Linked DNA regions of Gasterosteus aculeatus: region 1 is linked to region 2. Evidence: chromatin contacts called from public Hi-C data. All regions are on one chromosome and are shown on one strand. The core of a region is the stretch at or near the end of the contact, and the rest is flanking DNA. Distances in the headings are between cores, read along the strand shown.

Region 1 (6,022 bases), core at 1,709-4,208, 86 kb after region 2:
GGTCACCAGCAGGTTGGACGAGTGGATCAACTCCAGCACGTCTCCGATCTTGGTGACGACGTCCGGCTTTATCAGAGCCAGAGTTCTGGAAGGAACGGATCACAAGGTCCTTTCAAGGACGAGAGAAACTCTTCCATGTGGAGCCGCTCGCATATGGAGCAGCTCCACATCAGACCTTTGAAATGTAGAATGTTATACAAGGCAACACATTTCATCTGCCATAATACAATGCTGGGGGGGGGGGGGATTATGTCTGTGAGCGATCCTGCACTTAATAGATTACACTGCATTAACTCAAGAATGCTAATATAAAGATTATGAGGGGACTGCAGATGATGATCAACCTCTCTGCTAATTCTGCTAAGTTTTATAACGTGTGTATTCATGAATTTGAACTTCTCAACAACCTGAAGCAAGCAGGGCCGGTTCCACGGGAAGAATTGTTTATCGATTATCGGGCGGTATCTGTACCTTTCCTTCTTGCTGCCCAGCTTGTTGGCGGTGTACTGGTCTCCATATTCAATCAGATTGAGCTGACGGGAGAAAACGTTCACTCGATTCCCGACAAACAGGTCCTCCAGGCGGAGCTCCTGGTACCGGGTCCTCCTCAGAAATATGCGCTGGTTTTTAACGTCAAACTGGAAATAAATAACAGCAGTTTATTCCAATGAAATAGTTGTAGACTAAGCATGATGATTTGTTCTGTCTGTTGGAGATGAACAGAATGCGTGTATTATGTTGATATTATCCAGGTTTACTGAGCATTCTTTGGCCACGTTTACAGCTCCATTGGGGTTTTACAGAGATTCTCAGTGAAAAAGGGCAGAAAAATGCTTCATCAATTCGAATGTCAGTTTGTCTAAACAGAGTTGGAGGCGCCAATGTAACATGATGATGCCGTGGTGGACGCTCACCATTTCCACCGAGCTATCTTTGGGGAAGTAGAACAGCTGGTAGCGCCGCAGGAGAGCGGCGGTCGGGTCGTACCACTCGGTCAGGAAGGCGTAGCGGTCCTCCTGGCGAGAAGGGTCGTGTCACTTCAAACTGCTTTTATTTCAAAGATGCTCATGCGGCTCTGAGTCCCGCGTATAGACCCAGAAGTTTGCTCAGTCATCTTAAAAGAGAATCATTGAGTGTGGGTTCATATCAATACATTTCAGGGAGCATTCGTGTCCATGTGTGACGCGTTAGACGTCCCGGTCCTTTGGGTGAACACCGGGGCCGAGATGAACCTCGTCCCAGCCTCATGTTGTTCAGAGAAAAGCAGCGCAGACTTTTCCAACATGACTTTCAACTGACTGACAAAAACAAACTGTGTTCAGGGTGTTGGATTACGTAACCTAGGAAAGTGTTGAGTCCCTGCAGGTGGAAGCGTCCGGTACTCCTGAAGGCCGGGACGAGTCATGTGAAGGACTGTGAAGGGAGGCCTGTACTCTGACAGAAGGTCTGAGGCTCTTACAGGTTGAAAGGTTTCAGGAAACGTCTTGTTGCCACGGCAGCAATCAGTCAGCTTTGTTGTGATTTTAGTCAAACTTAAGAGTGGCATCGCTTCATCTGATTCTTTTAATTTTGACAACCAAATAGAATTAAAAGGCAGTGGAATCTAATTAAATCTAAATGATTGTCTGGAGGTGATTTGGCTTCAAATAACTTATTTAAGGTCAGCTCACAGCAACGGGACCTGTGTTTGACCTCCAGAACTCTTTGTTTCCTCTCACTGTCCAGAGTCAGGTGACTACATCCTGAACCTAGAGAGTGTGTGTGTGTTGAAAATGCAAAAAAGGCGAAATTCCATCTAGATTTACATCTAGATCAACTACAATGTGTGGATCGGTCAGATGTGCTCAAGACTTTCACGAAGGCCGAAGACTCTTGAAAACACAGTTTCTGATTTTCAAAGCTGTATTATGTTTGTTAAAATGCTAAAAATATAGATTTCACTTCTTTGATACTAAACTAGATCCCTCTTCGCTTTTAAGTATTATCACAAAGATCATGAAGGAGGGTTTTAGAAAATGTTAAAAACTTTTTTTATGACTTCATGTATTAAATGACTAACTGACATCAGGGGGGAGATCAGTGTAAGTTGAATAATTTAAAATGAGATCAGTGTAAGTTGGATAATTTTAAATGAGATCAGTGTAAGTTGAATAATTTAAAATGAGATCAGTGGAAGTTGGATGATTCTAAATGAGATCAGTGTAAGTTAGACAGTGTAATTTAGGTGTCTCTAACATGTGTTACTGCTCCTTGTGACCTCTTGTGGTTTTATTACCTGAATGTTTTAAATCACAAACTGGTGCATTAAACCACCAAGCTGAGCCTTAAATGGCATCCCAAACAGTAACCAACCCAAAAGAAACAGAGTGCACTGATTTAAAGTGTATTTATTCAACGTTAGGTATGTGAACGTAGAAACTATCGGTAAAAGTCACGTTGCAAATAGCTGTAGCTAATGCTAACACATCAATGCTCACCTTAGTTAACGTTAGTTACGTTACGTTAGTTATGAATTATTTACTATGTAGGTAAACCCGGCTTTATGTGGCTGTACATTGATTTACTGTTATTCCGGTTAAAGTTGTTGGCTCATGTTAGATTAACGTAGCTAATTAGTTAGTTAACTAATAACGTTAGTTTAGAAAAAGTTATCTGTTATGCTAGCTGTTAGCCATAGGTGCTAGCTGGTGTTTTCTATGCTACACGTTAGCGAACAATTCTCGTTTGGTCCCGAAGGCGCGTGAGAGTTCAACGTTGCGTCGGCACCGATGTTATGACACGAGGAAATAATAACTCACCATTTCTGACAACTCGAAGGAGTCTAGCTGTGTGTACCGATATGGTTTTCCGCTAGCATTGTTAGCCACCAGCAAGCTATGCTTTGTTGCTATAGTAACTGTGAGAAGTCGAGGTGTGTTCAGGGTATATTCACTAAACCATGTAATTAACGCGTCTTTCTGCCGAAGATGAAAACGACCACTTCAACATTGACTAGTGAGAATACAAACGATACCGTTTTATTAAAGTGTTGAATGAGCATTGACCAACGTTAGTAATCAGTTACTGTAACTAAAATGAAAACAATTGTTATTACCAATGTATTACCAGAGTTGGAAGAAGCACGAATCATGTTTTTTTTAAAGCAGTAATACTTCATATTAGAAATAGCCTTTTAAAACTTGCTGTGGAAATCTTACTTAGAGTAGTTCAATTCAGTGTTTTGCCAAATGGCCCTTTCAGAATAATATGCATTATAATGGGTTATACTTATGCATGTATTATTATTGTTTAATATTTAAACAACGGTGCATTTATTTGATAACGTTTACACAGAAAGGACATTTTCCGCCAGTGAAGCCAAACGCTTCCTATAAGTTGCATAGCTCGACCTCTTTGCACTGTCACTATGGCGTTGTTTCATGCGCCATCTCGTGGTGGACCGGCGGCGTTGAGAGGATCGGAATAACCATACATATCAAAATTTCGAGCGGCCAAAAACGCAACATTTGGACCCGGAAAGACAACAGTTGTCAATAAAGCGACGAACCCATTAGAGACATATCCTTCTGTGTTCGGACATAACTTGAGTCTCTAATGGGTTCTTCTGCTCGTCTCAGACTCTACATGGAGGACAATGGACCGCTGATCCTGGACGGCGGACTGGCTTCAGAGCTGGAAGCACAAGGAGCCAAATTACAGGTGAAAACGTGCCGGAAAGTTACGTTTCGTTTTGCAAACATACATGTTGAAAGTCAGTGCGTCATGCTGCTGTCACCACGGAATTAAAATGTATATCATGTTTTACTTGACTTAAAACACATTTTGCAAGAACCTTTGCAACGTTTCTCTTTATTGTCAAATAACACAATAACACTTTTTAACAATACCAATCAAAATAAAATAAAAAAACACAACAAACTTCAAATTCAAAAACATCAAATGCACATTTCTTTAAATAATAAAATCGCTGCTTGACTTACTTAATAGCACTTTCTATTAAACCATGTGTTTAATGACACAAAACGTGATGCTCTGTGTGTGCGTGTGCGTGTGCGTGTGCGTGTGTGTGTGTGTGTGTGTGGTAGGGAGATCCTCTGTGGAGCTCCAGGCTTCTCCACACGGATCCTCAGGCCATCAGAGAAGCTCATTACAGGTTAGATGCACTTTTTTCCTTCAGGTCTTCGTGTTAAAAAATAAAATAATTTGCGAACAAAATTCTCAAATTCAATAAAGCGATTAGACAGAGCTTATGAGTAAGTTGAGACCTTTAATTAAAATCACTTTCTTGAATAAACATCATCAGTTTCATCAAACATAAAGTAATGAGATGTTTTACTTTTGGACACAAGTCAAAAACTGTCGCCACGGCAACCTCATTTTACAGTTTGTATAAAACTAGTAATCGTAATAAAACTAAAAATATTACTGTGGATGTGCAGAAATACTGTGTTTGAACACAATGCGCCTTAAAATCAGGTGGTGAGTCTGTTATAACAAATCTAACCAAGTAGGACAAACTGTTCAAACCAGATTCCTCCTCGGCGGCGCCGATGTCATCTCCACGGCAACGTACCAGGCCAGCATCCCGGGGTTCGTCAAGCACCTGGACGTGACCCCCGAGGGCGCCAGAGAGCTGCTGATGTCCGGCGTCCGGCTGGCCAGAGACACCGTGGACCGCTTCGTCTCCGACGCTCGTCCCTCAGGTACGGGACCGACCGGCCTTAACGAGGCCGCGGGACGCCGCCTGTGACGAATTGATGTCACTCTGCGTTTTTTTGGCCTGATTTGTCTCCGAAGGTCGCAGGCGTCCGTTGGTGGCGGCGTCCGTCGGGCCGTACGGCGCCGTCCTCCTGGACGGCTCGGAGTACACCGGAGCGTACGCGGAGCGGATGAGCGTGGAGGTGCGTGGCTCTCAGCCAATCGCACCGGTTTGGTTTTGCCGATGCACGAGACGTACACTTTAAAAAGGTTGTGCTGAAAGGCTGAAAGACAACCAACGATCTCCGTTTCCCTCCCCAGGACCTCAAGGCCTGGCATCGGCCGCAGATCGACGCCCTCGCCGCGGCCGGGGCCGACCTCGTCGCCTTGGAGACGGTCCCGAGCATCAAAGAGGCGGCGGCTCTGCTGGAGCTGCTCAGAGAGTTCCCCGACACGCGGGCCTGGCTCTCCTTCTCCTGTAAGGTAACGGCAGCCTCGCTCGATCGTTGACTGGTTTTGCGCCGCCCCCCCCGCTGCTTTTGACCCCTCGTGACGTCCGACCAACCGCCGTCAGGACGGGAGGCGCATATCGGACGGCAGCGCCTTCGCCGACGCCGTGCGGCTGGCGGCGAGCAGCACCACCCAGCTGGTCGCCGTGGGAGTCAACTGCTGCTCGCCGGAGCTGGTGGAGCCGCTACTGGACTCCGCCGGGTCCCTGCTGGGCCCGGACCTGAGCTGGGTGGTGTACCCCAACAGCGGAGGGGACTGGGACACCGAGAAGGGGTGAGTCCCAATCGCTACTGGAAACGCAATCCCAGAGAAAACAGCGAAGGAAAATGAAATGGAGTTTGTAGGTGCAGCTGAGCAGAGCACAAGAGCCAATCGTTTGCTTTTCCTCACACAGGTGGGTGACGTCGGAGGAACAGTCCGCTTCCATCCTCAAACTAAGTCCCACGTGGAGGAAGCAAGGCGCTGATTTAATCGGTGAACTTAAACCTGTCTGCATCATGTTATTTTGTGCGGTTATTTGTCAACAAGTTTTCTCTTCTTTTACTGGACTGAACTTAACCTCCGATAATAATTTCATCATAAACTACGCAGCTAAACCACATTTTTAAAATCCCAATATCGCTGATGCATGTATTATTGCATGGTGAAGCACTGATGACATCATTTATATTTTTGTAGTTGCTGGTGACGTTAGCAGCGCCGCTAACTGCTAACCAGCGGAGGTCCAATTCAGTTACATTGTGATGCGTTCATGCTCTGTTCAGTGAAAATGAGTATCGGTGGAAAGTAGGTTGTCTGATAACCATGGCGCTGT
Region 2 (6,464 bases), core at 278-2,777:
AGCACGGAACCACTGGCCTGGGATCAGATCGGAGACCAGGAACCCGTCCGTGTGATCAGAAGACTCTCACTTTCTCTTCCCCCCTCCCTCAGGAATGTGGCGAGATGACAGCTCCTCCGCCAGGAACAGCGTGACCTCCTTCAGGCCTCCGCGCCGCCACTTCCTCTTCTCTCAGCTGAGAGGGACGTGGCTGACGGGAACAGGGAGACAACAACGGTTCAACCTCTGGGGACAAGGGCGCGTTAGCACATTTTAATATCTTTTGTCCAACTTCACTTTTTTTTTTAGTGCATTTAAGTATCTTTCTTGCACATTTTACATTCTCTTTGCACCTGTTCATATCTTTCTAACACTCTATTGTACAAGTGCACTCCTTTCCCTCCGCGAGACGTGGGACAGAGTGCTGGACGGACAAACAGAGCGTCTCCTGCGTCTCTGCTGTCGGGGCACAAAGCACAGATGGTGAAAGGAGAAGGTGCTGAGGCGGAGGAACGAGGGGGAAACGGGAGACGCCACGAAATGCAAAAAGTGCAGAAAACGCACTGAAAGTTGATAACAGAACGATTCCAGTAAGACGAGAGACGAGAGACGGACGACGCGAGGAGAGGCCGCGTGACCTCACAGCGCTGAGGTCGTAGTGGTTGTAGTTATGCAGATTAAAAACAGCAGGAGGATGATAACTGCGTTTTTAGCAGTAGTGGTGGTTGATGTCGTTTTAGTTTCAGTCTGAAGTAAACGATAAAATAAAAAAGTGATCGTCGTAAAAAGTTTGGAGTCAACGGAAAAAAGATCCAAATGAAAACCGTTAAACAAAAGCGTGTGAAGGTCGCGAGGCAGGAAAAAGTCCTCAGTCGTGTTGTGACGAGTCACTCTGAACTCAGCAGAAAAAAGACCCGAGTGAGGAGAAAGTGTCTGAGACGAGAGATGAGTCAGGAGACAGCTGTCCGTCCCTCTGTCTGTCTGTGACTCATGTCTGCTCGTCTTCATAACAACCAGTTGACCTGGGAGGTTACAGCGCCACCTGCTGGTGCACTGCAGCGCCTCAGCCAGCCTCTAGTTCTATAGATCTACGTACTATAATAGAAACATGTGAACACATATAGACCTGTTTTGTGAATCAATCGATTAAACAACCAGCAAAGGTAAAGGTGTGTTTGACCCACTTCCCCAACCTCCTCCAGGGCCTCGTGTCGAACAAAACCTCCTCTGATTGGTCGGCTTCTCCCTCGCCTGTCTCACCTGTCTCACCTGTCTCACCTTCTTCAACTAAATCACAGTTAAATACATCAGGGGGGTCAAAGGTCTGCAGAGAGAGGATCAGTGCACGGACACTTCCAATAGAAAAACACACAAAACACTCACACACACACGCACACACACACACACACGCACACACGCACACACACACACACACACACACACACACACACTTCCGGGAAACATCGAGCGGAGGGGAAGGAGGAGGTGATGCTCGTCTCCTCCCGTCTCTTCCCGGCAGTGGACCCCTCCCGGGATGAAGCGCACCATCCCCACGCTGAGAGCTGATTGGCTGCCAGCGAGACCGATCGGACCAATGAGACGCAGAGGAGACGAAAGGACAGAAAGGAAACAGTTGGAGAGGGAGGACGCAGTTTGTGTGTGTGTGTGTGTGTGTGTGTGTGTGTGTACTGTGGGGCTGATGGATATTAGGGGTTTGTGTTTTGATCTGATGAAACACACAAACACATAGACATACATATGCTGTGCACATATACTGTACATATTCCTTCTGGCCTGACGGTGTTTACCTGAGGGGGTGAAGGGGGGGATGACCTGTTGGCCTGCTCGCTTACGCTTCCTCTCAGACTCACTACATTTATTTCATACTCAAAGTCTCTTTGATGAGACAAACATTACACATTGTTTGTGTGTAATGTAGAGGTGTGTGTGTGTGTGTGTATTGAGTGTATGTGTGTGTTCAGCATGGACTCAGATCAAACACAAACCCTTTATAGACTAATATGTATCAGTCCCCACAGTACACAAACACACACACACACACACACACACACACACACACACACACACACACACACACACACACACACACACATGCAGCAGGGGTCCATTTCAAGTAGGAGGTTTAACAAACTCCGAGTCAAACCCTAATGTCTGAGTTGGTTTACCCTGTTTTCACTTAAACGGACCCCTGGTCTTTAAGACGCTTCACCGGCAACAACTGACTCACTCTGTCGCCATGGAAACGCCTGTAAACTGTCTAGAGAGCGTTGCTACAAGGAGAAGATCATTTCCCTCATTAGAACCTCTGATTCAATTAGAGGACTCCATTCAGTATGTTAATATGTCAGTGATATTTGATTTAACATAAATCTGTCAAATATGACAGATTACGTGTTGTGTATTTACTAGCTCGTCATTGTTTCTTTTTGCTTTATGATGTTTGTTTGTTGTGGTTATTGTTTATTTTATAGTTGCATAACTGTCTGGCGCGGTGGTGTGGTGGTGCTCAGCACCGTGGCCTCCCGGCAGGCAGGTCCCGGGTTCCACTCCGCCCAGCAGCCTCTCTGTGTGGAGGGTTCTGTCCGGGTTCTCCGGCTTCCTCCCACAGTCCAAAGACGTGTTCTGGGTTGATTGGGGACTCTGAATTGCCTGTAGGTGAGTGTGAAAGGTTGTGTGTCGTGTGGCAGCCCTGGGATTGGCTGTACTCTTGTCTCTCGCCTGAAGTTGTCTGGGATTGACTCCATTCTAATGTCTCTTATCTATAGCAAGTTGTAAATTGACTTACTTGAAGAAATTGCACTTTCTTGTTTCTTGTTCTTTTGAGCTTGTGTATTTATGGTTGAAATGCACTTATTGTAACTTGTCCAAGTCACTTTGGATAAAAGCGTCAGCTAAATTATTGTGTGTCTCGTTCTCTGCACACTAGCTGCGATGAGGCGCTCTGTCCACCAGGGGGCAGCAGAGCTCCTCTGCTCTCACACTGTCATCAGTTATTGATCACTTTTTTCATTGATTTGTGGTTGGAATTGTATTTACACTGTTGTTCGGTGAAGGATTAATATTTTATTGTGTCTTCATGAGATGAGACAAGTGTGTCCTTGTGATTAGATGAGAAACGTGTCTTGTGATGTGATAAGATGTGACAGGTTTGTCCTCATAAGGAGATGAGAAAGGAAATATGAATAATGAGCTTTTTACAGCAGCAATTTTCAGAAATATGTATGAATTCTGGATGCAACCACTTTGAAACCTTCATCATGATCTCACTTCTTCTTGTTTATCAGTGATTTGATGTTTCGGTCTTTTGCTTTGTGACCACACCTCCAGAAAAGCTACAGCTGCTCCCAATCACACAGCAGAGGGCAGTCACACATCGTCCTCGTCATCCTCTTCATCCTCTTCATCTTCCTCCTCTGGCCACCATGGATCCTCTTGAGATGTTTTCCCTCCTTCAACAAATCTCACAAAAAGCCCACAGAGGAAATCTGAAGTGTGAATAGGAGCGTTTTGTTTCCTGCAGGTTTCATAAATCCATCACGGAGTTCTACAAGGACCTGACCAGATCTTGGGTTTCCCATGATGCACCTGAAGCGCAGAAGACAGGAAGGATTCTTCACTTTAGGACCTGTCTCCACAACTGAAGAGCAACCAACTTGGACAGGAAGTGCCTCAACGAGAGGGAGGAGCCTCCTCCGGCGCTTTTTTGAGAAACTATGGAACGCGGAATTAAAAACGTTGTTGTTTTGTGATCTTGAAGTGAGATTTATTTTTGCTACTATGAGTTTATTATCTTCAGCCAGACAATCGATGTCATCGCTTTGTTTTGTCTGATTGGATGACGGGAAAAACGGGTTTGATTTGCACGATTCTTTCACGCAGACCTGGAGACGTGATCACATGACCCCCGGATCACAACCAACTAGAGGATTCTTCTTATCGATGTATTTGTCTCTTAACTTGCATGTTTCAGTGTGCTAAAACCAGATAAGTATTTCACCGAATGCTGAACCTCATTTGCCAGACCGGCAAAAAGAAGATGGAGGCCCGATACTCTGCCAAGAGAGCGAGCCAGTGGGTGAATAACCAGCTCCGTCCTTTGTGTTGCTCCACCCTGTTCCTGCCCTTTCACCGGCGGGATGGATCCACGGATGGATGGCTGACAAACCCGCCGGCTCTATTGAGCAATCGGACCACATCTGTTTGTTCGCTCCAGGAGACAATGTGGGACACTCGCCGTGACAACTGGACCCGGCCTCCATATTTGTCTTGTGTGTTGACTTATAAGTGCCTGAAAGCCCGGAGAGGAATTCTCTTTTTCCTGCTCAGACTACAGTCTTTCATGCGTGTGCGTGTGCGTGTGTGTGTGTGTGTGTGTGTGTGCGTGTGTGAAGGTCAGGACTCCCTCCGTCTTCCTTTGTGGGACGTTTTCTTTTCCTTTGACACAAGCGAATGAAAGGCACACACGCACACCGAGGCGTTTCTCTCCGTGGAGGTGCAGTGAAAGTCCAAACCCACGGCTCACACCTCTGAAGGCTTCGAGGGCCTCTGGCGGCCGGGCCCAGCCCCGCGTGCCTGTTTGGGCCGGTCCCTCTCGCAGCGACAGCTTACCTGAGGAATTCACCAAAGCTGTTTTTTTATCCCCGTTTATACACCCAGCGCGGGCACAAAGGGCAGTGTGTACAAACGTAACCCCGCTGAAACATAATCACTCTTTTACTCTCTTTGTGCCCGCTGTTTGTGTGCGTGTGCGTGTGTGTGTGTGTGTGTGTGTCGGGAGGCGGTTGTGCGGCAGCATTGTGGTCCTGCAGGATTGTGTAAACAGGGCCGGACGGGAAGTGTTGTGAAGACACCCAATCGCTGCCGCCGGCACACACCGACAGCCGCGCCGCTAATGTTTAGCCCCGGGGGTTCGATTCCGCTCGGCGGGAAGCGCTCTCGGACCCGGTTGGTGGCGCACAAGGTGACACACGGTGACACGCGGTGACACGCGGCCCGGTGGGACATCCTGATTCATGCTTCTGATGCTCCACCTCACCTGTTTGCATTATTTATCCCACGGCCGTTGCCAGACTCTGATACCTCCTGATTGCACGTGTCTCCGAAGCCCCACCTGACGGCCAGATGTTTGTGCGTCCACACATCTGGAGCAGGTCACAGGTTTCACAGTTACAGTTCGCGGCTCAGTTTTTCGTTTGAACTGAAACACGCAGGACTGAGGTGCGGTGGTCCGCGCAGGAGGTCCCGGGTTCCACTCGGCCCGGCGGCCTTCCTGTGTGGCGTCTCCATGTTCTCCCCCCCGTGGCTGGGATTGACTGCAGCCCCCCCAGAGACCCCGTGTGCAGGATAAGCGGTTTGAAGATGGACGGATGCAGGACTGAAGTGTGTGCGTGTGTGTGTGTGTGTGTGTGTGTGTGTGTGCGATGCAGCCTGAAGGCCCTGAATGTTTTCGATGTTTCGATCAAACTACTAACTGAATTGTTTGTGTCGTTAAACCGAAGCGTCCCTGCAGGTTTTTCCGGCTGCGAGTTGTTTACCCGTTTAGTTCAAACCGGTCGTGAATTCCTGTTCAGCCAGAATATTCAAATATTGTTTTTCAGAGAGGCTTAATGTTACTTCAGCGAGAACGTCCCCCCTGGAGACGTTGCGCATTAAACGACAGCTCCGTGCTTGTGGAAAACTTTTCATTAGAACCACTGTGATGAAATATCTGACGCTGCGCCCGGGCGGATGAGTCAGGTGGAGGTGTGTTCTCTGACGGTCACGGACACACTTTTATCACAATTATCACTAAATGAAACACAAACTGAGTCATGGAGATTTACCGGAGCAGATATCTTTGAGGTGAAATCAATGAGATCCTCCCACGCACATCTGGATCCCCATCAGTCAAAGTGCACAGATGTCAAAGTCTTGTCTTTATTTCAGGCTTCAGAGGACTTTTACAACCTGCGTTTCATAACCTGAGCACATGGAGCGTTTGCGAAAGAGGGATTTCATCACAGACGAGTCAGCAGGAAGAGAAAACGGAGTGAAGCAATCCTCATCTGCTGAGGAAGACGATGATGACTCTTCATCGGTGTTGATCGCCGCAGACTGAAGGAGGAAGCTGTTCAAAGTGAAAGAAATAACGACAAAAAGAAATTCCCCCTCCTCTCTCCACAGTTACGCGACATCCTGTTTCCATAAACATATTACAGAGCTTATATCTGCTGTCTGGAAACACATTTTTTTCCGCTGATCTTTTTCCCTCCGTCTAGTGAAAAAGAGTCAATGCGTTAAATAGATTATAAAAACATCAACACCAAAAGCTGACCTTACAAACTATCAGAACTAATTCACGTCGGATGTTCTGGTTCTACCTCCTCAGTGGTACCAGGATCCTGCAGAGCGACACACACACACACACACACACACACGGCAGCCTTTTTATACTCGGCCTATAAATCAGCCCCCAGCCCTCGCTC

Evidence for each region. Hi-C and Micro-C count contacts between places; a contact is called where the count stands out from the background.
Region 1: a contact with region 2 is called in a Hi-C map of whole body, with 6 times the contacts expected there. The contact joins the promoter of LOC120824048 here to the enhancer-like site in region 2. A contact is called at or near these places in 2 of 6 Hi-C or Micro-C datasets (skeletal muscle and whole body).

The regions. Positions count from the first base shown.
Region 1 is chr8:20,879,470-20,885,491 of fGasAcu3.hap1.1, forward strand. LOC120824048 (betaine-homocysteine S-methyltransferase) reads left to right here and starts at 2,959. Exons shown (of 9, transcript XR_013468682.1): 1 at 2,959-3,699; 2 at 4,086-4,153; 3 at 4,531-4,703; 4 at 4,798-4,901; 5 at 5,020-5,181; 6 at 5,273-5,481; 7 at 5,603-5,682; 8 at 5,887-5,994. nme7 (NME/NM23 family member 7) reads right to left here and starts at 2,947. Exons shown (of 12, transcript XM_040184604.2): 1 at 2,799-2,947; 2 at 915-1,016; 3 at 472-638; 4 at 1-85. The coding sequence starts at 2,801.
Region 2 is chr8:20,794,529-20,800,992 of fGasAcu3.hap1.1, forward strand. No RefSeq gene overlaps it. Among protein-coding and RNA genes, the nearest start is that of LOC144411344, 4.4 kb to the right of the region's middle. Within about 2 kb of position 1,528, at least 5 of the 9 cell types and tissues checked have open chromatin away from gene starts, as enhancers often do.